2 separate regions of the Gossypium arboreum genome follow, and region 1 is linked to region 2. A link is a contact called in public Hi-C data. All regions are on one chromosome and are shown on one strand. Each heading gives the region's core, a stretch centred on a gene start, on an enhancer-like site or on the middle of the called end of the contact. The rest is flanking DNA. Distances are from core to core; before and after follow the strand shown. Region 1 overlaps LOC108486203 (1-phosphatidylinositol-3-phosphate 5-kinase FAB1A-like). Region 2 holds the start of LOC108483970 (AT-rich interactive domain-containing protein 4-like).

What was found. A called contact is a pair of places that touch in the nucleus more often than the background predicts.
Region 1: a contact with region 2 is called in a Hi-C map of leaf, with 3 times the contacts expected there. The contact joins the enhancer-like site here to the promoter of LOC108483970 in region 2. A contact is called at or near these places in 2 of 5 Hi-C or Micro-C datasets (both in leaf).

The regions. Positions count from the first base shown.
Region 1 is chr6:116,593,809-116,596,508 of ASM2569848v2, reverse strand. LOC108486203 (1-phosphatidylinositol-3-phosphate 5-kinase FAB1A-like) reads right to left here. Exons shown (of 12, transcript XM_053029589.1): 10 at 2,606-2,700; 11 at 1,868-2,134; 12 at 951-1,496. The coding sequence ends at 1,170. Among protein-coding and RNA genes, the nearest start is that of LOC108485477, 5.2 kb to the left of the region's middle. Within about 2 kb of position 1,383, at least 1 of the 2 cell types and tissues checked has an H3K27ac peak or open chromatin away from gene starts, as enhancers often do. A contact at or near this core is called in leaf, where this site is marked.
Region 2 is chr6:116,496,328-116,499,218 of ASM2569848v2, reverse strand. It overlaps LOC108483970 (AT-rich interactive domain-containing protein 4-like), which reads left to right and starts at 1,522. Exons shown (of 15, transcript XM_017787544.2): 1 at 1,522-2,891. The coding sequence starts at 2,790.

The DNA.
Region 1 (2,700 bases), core at 134-2,633, 97 kb before region 2:
GTGCTTGAAATTATTTTGAAACTAGCTACTGTGGATGGACAACTCTAAATCTGTGTTTTTATAATTTGTTCTGGATTTAAAATGGTTACTAAAAAGTTTATATAAAAATGTAAAAAGACAAAAACACTCATAATAATTGTTACTTTGTAAAAAAAAATAAATAATTTTTTTATTTCTTAACTAAATTTATCATGAGTGACACTAATTTAGGACAAAATTCTTATTGTTTTTGGAAATTGTTATGAAAAAGTATCGTAAAAAATACATTTGAGAAGTAAAATATGCATTTAAATGATGTTTAAATTAGTTAATATTATGATAATTTAGTAAGAATATAAAATGTAAGTTATTATAACTTGTATGAAAAATAAATTGTAAATATTTATAAGCAATTAATGATAATTATTTGTAAATTATAATTTAAATATATAACATATATTCTAAATATTATTAAAATATAACCATTATAAATGTTATACATTTGAAATAAATTTTAATAAAAATATTATATACCTAATCTAAATATTACATAAAATATAATAAGGATTAAAATATTAAGTTCAAAAGCAAGCAATGAGAAAGAAAGCCTAATGATAAAGGCTAATCTAGTACGTGTAGATTTTTAAATTCAAATGACCATCAAATGAGTTTTTTTTTATAATTATTTTAAAAATTTTTAAAAGGTTTTGTTAACATCTCAATTTTATTATTATTCTAGTTACCATTTCTTTTCTTCCTTTTTTTAGAATTTTAGTCATCATTTCTTAAATTTTTATAAACTTTTATAATATATTCATTTAATCTTAATATAAAAAATATATGTAATACTTCAGAATAAGCTGCATCGTATACTATAATTTTAAACAAAATGGAGTTGAAAAGGAGGATAAAAAGGTAGATAGAAAGAATGCATTCATAAAAAAGTATGCAGGAAAAAAACTCACTACAAGTTTCTGCTTACAACGAAATAATTAACAGATAATAATACAACTGTGGCAGCAATTACAAATTACAATTGGAAGGAATACAAAATTTAAAAAAGAAAAGATGAATGGGCATTGAACCTACATATTGCAAGAGCTTTGTTGTCTAATATATATTTGAATACAACTATATGAAAAGAACTAAAAAATGAATATACCCATGTCCGAAAGGATTTACATTTTCATTCAACACGCACAAGTACCGCCTTGTGTATTTTCTTCACAAACATCTGTCTGTGATCCACTAGGAACAACTGTTGGAGATGGCCACTGGTCGGGCACCATAAGAAAATAAGCTGTCATAGCTTTTCTGAATCGTTTCTTGTACTGTTGGGGCGATATCACAGTAGGAGATTCGTTTTTAGGCCCGCCAAGTATGCCTGTGGTTTTCACCCAAGTTTCAAGGTGCTTGTCCCATGTGTATTGTCTCATGAAATCGATTATTCCAAGAACCAGCTCATGTTTTTCCTCATCCACACCAACCAGTAATGAGTAATCCATTACATCGATTAACTGTGCCAAAAGTGCATATGTAATTATTAGAAAAATATAAGCATTCAGCTCTGACTAATTTATCAGAAAACATTACTCTGACCATTGGATCAGTTCAATTAGCTCATATGCATGCCATAGCAGAAAAATCAGAGCAAACATCAGCACTCAATTGTATAGTAAAATATAATGCTAGTAAGAAGAACCGAATCCTATATTACCTGCTATTGTTTCTCTCAGGTCAGCATGATAACTACCAAAATTTATGCCGCACCACTATAACTTATTTCATTCACAGCGGATTATGAAAATAAAAAGGAAAGTCTTTAAATCTTCAAAATAGTGAGTGTAGCACAGTAAGATCAAAATGAGTAAGATAGATTGAAACTTACAGCAAGAAAGGAAGTGTCATTCCAGACAGCTCTTTCCAACAAACGTTTTGCCTTGCTTCCAACAAAAATTGGAGACGTTGGCATTGCTTCGATCAAATTCTGGTCCAAAAGGACTTTGTTGCTACCACTTGTATCAGGGTTATACCTAGATCAAGAGGATCCTTTAAGGTCATAAAGCCTTGCAATATTACGCCTGAAGAGAAGATTTTCCATCACCAAAACGTCCATTTTTGACTCCTTCCCCCCTTTAAGGTGCTTCGATGAAACCTTCAAGACAATGACACCAGAAAAAAAGTTAAACCAAAAATCATAGTAAATTTATCTCAAAAAAGAAAAACCTAATATTTATATTTAGAACTTGTATTCAGTAAAAGTACAGGAACATCAAAAATCTTCCCAGAGAAATGCAGTTAAGCAGTTCAATTCTCAGGCTTTATAACATCAGAATATCAAGTGTTAACACACCATGTTTGGACACAAATCTAAACCAAAGTTGAAGTTCATGTTTAAATCAGTAAGGAGATGCACACAAACAAATATCCCTAAGAGTCTTTTGAAAAAAAGAATTGGAAAGCATAGTTACAGGAAAAGCAATAGATAACAAATGCATTGGGCTACTAAAACAATTTCTTTTCCTGGAATTATTAACCAAAACTTCAGTCATGAACTCCAAATACTCTTCATACAGGTTAGCAATCTAAGCTAAATAACTACATAGGTAATATTAATAAATAATACCTGATATATACCCAAAATCTTTGCCAGGCAAGTTGGGCTTCTTGTACTGATTGAATCAGATAAATACTCGAAATAAGCTGGTCCAAACTTGATGA
Region 2 (2,891 bases), core at 273-2,772:
TGTGTTCATTAGATTTATAAACAAATTTTTTATCACTACACCAGCAATAATTTTTAAATAAACTTAAAACAATTAACTTTTAACATAAAATGTCTTTTCTCCCCAAATTTGGGTATCTATACTATTAATGAAACCCCTGACTGACTAAGATGATGTCATAGGTTAACGAAATATCGACTCAATTAAGAAATGACTAATATACCATTTTATTAAATGACTGCTATTATTATTTCAGTGTTATAAGTCAGCTCAATACCAACTTAATATTGATGACAACACTATTCATTTTATTTTTCCAATTTAATACTATATATATTATATGTGTTATTATTAATTAATTTTAAATTTTACCTTTTAATTATTTTTTATATGTTATATTCAAATTGACGCATATAGAAATACTAAAAGATAATTCATTAACATGTAATCTTTCCGTGATTAGTGAAATTCTGTTCATGGAAAAAAATTAATAAGAGAAAGGGTTAGTTTTGCTAAACATCTCCAAACTATCATTTAAATTTTAAATTAGTCCTTAGATTTTAAAATATTGTAATTGAAGCCTTAAAACATTAATAATCAATTTAGTCTGTAAATGATAGTTTGAAATTGACATAAACATATTTAAAACATATGAATTAAATCATATATGCGTAGATATATTGCGTTGATAGTTTGAACCTAAAGTGCTAAAAAAACAGACAACATTAATAAAATTTAGGAAGGTTGTTTTTTCTTTTATGCAATAGATTCAAATTATTCATGTAGTAGGTACACAAATCTTGTGAATCGTTGTGTTTAAATATCCTTCACATTAAATTTGATCCAGCATTTAATGCCCAAATTAATGACTTTATTAACAAAAAACTTAATTGATAAAATACTAATACTTCAAAAATATTTTAAAATTAAAAGGCAAATTAGAATTAACCTATAATTTAAAACTGTAGGATACAATTAATCCTAAGTAAAACATAATCCAAGAATTATGAAGGCAAGTAGTTTGTTGTAGAAATTAAGATTTTAATTATGAATTTCATCTCCAAAAAGTAATCTTTATATTTTAATTTGTCAAAGTTTTGTCCTTGTAATTTATATACCTCATGAAAACCAAGGAGTTAATCTTATTACCGTTAATTTTTGTTAATTTTTTACATATAAATTGTATTGTTGTTTGAATCGAGCTGAACCGATTGGTTGAGAGACCTATCTAAAAAGTAGTTTTGGATTGATTAGACTGAAAATCAGTAAAAATTGAATAAAAAATCGATTGAATCAGTTAAAAATCGATTAAACCAAAATTTTGAAATTTTTTAAAATTTTAATAATTTTTTAATTGGATCGGAAAGTTGGTGATAAATTATTGTATGGTTATGTTTTTGCTAATTTTTTACTTAACATTTGATGTTGAGATCAATAATTTAATAGTATTGCCATTTTAATTTTGAAGGATGAAATTGTAAAAAAAGATAAGTTATTAAGTTTTTATAGAATAAAAAAGATGAAATTGAGAAAAAAACCAAATGAAAGGAATAGCGAAAAAGAAAGTGGGGGAGTCAAATCCAGGGAACTGGGTCCCAGTTCGTACAAAGCGAGCAGTTCGAGTGCTCAACGAAGAACATATTTACCTGAAAAGAATTTTTGTTTTCGGGGCTTTTAAATTCTCAGTAAAAAAAATAAGTACAAAATTTCAAGATTTCATATCATTCATTCCCAACACAAATTTACCCATGATGATCACCGTCATGATCATGATCATGGAGATGATAGTGATGAACTTGGAGGCTTGGACAATGAGAACAGAACCAAACCAACCATTCTAAATCTTTGCCCAAATAAAAAAAGAAAGAAAAGAAAATAGAAATACCCTTCATTTCGGTAGTATTGGACTTTGAAGTATAGTATTCAAGAACACAAAAAAGCAGATACAGAAACTTTTCACCTCCTCAAAGTTTGCGAATGAGTACAATGCATTAGTTATGATATCTTTTGAAGCACGGTAACTTGAAAGAAACAAATTATTAAAAAGTCAATTAAGAAATGGGCATTTCTTTTTCCTTTTTTGTGGATTTCCTGATCAAACGGTTCATCAAATTGACTCTTTTTGACTTGGGAAACTGTAGTTATTAAAAATACAAACTGACAACAAAGAGAAAAAAAGGGAGGCTCTGGCTGGGCTTTTTTGATTTTTAATTAATTAACTTTGATTTTAATCGAATTTTGATTTTGATTTTGATTTTGGGTTTTTTGTTTTTGATTTTAATTTTTTTTTTGTCAAAGGCGGTGCTAGTGGGGGATTGTTAGTGAAAGAAGGAATAAAGATGTGTCATTTCGGGTTTTTATTTATTTATTTGAGATTTCTTTATTATTTGGAAGTCTGACTCTTCTTAAAACTTAGGGTTCTTTTTTTACTTTCCGATTTTTGTTTTGGAAGGATTTGCTTCCTGAGAAATTTTCTCGGTATCTTCGTCTGGTTTGGTAATTTTGTTCATTCGGGTTCTCGATTCCTTGTTTATTTCATCTGGATCGGTGGGATTTCTTCAGATTTTGAACTCTCCACCTTTGGTTTTTAGGGATTTTCAAGTGTCTCAAATACAAAGTGAAGTTCCTTTTTGCTCTGTGATAGAATTTTGGAAAATCAGAGGTTTCGAGTAATAAGATTTGCAGTTGTCTTTTTAGGGTTTTGATTTGATTTCACAGTAATGTTTTAGGTTTTTGGGACTTCTTAAAGGGGCCATTGGTGCCTTGCACTTAGTGGCAAGTTTGGGTCTTGCTGAGTCTGGCATGTTTGAATGATGTTTAGTGCTCAAAGGTCTTCAAGGAACCATTGCAGTCTCCTTGCTATTCTTTGTGGTGGTGAAGTTTCTGATAATAAACAGAAGCAGCCAGTTTCT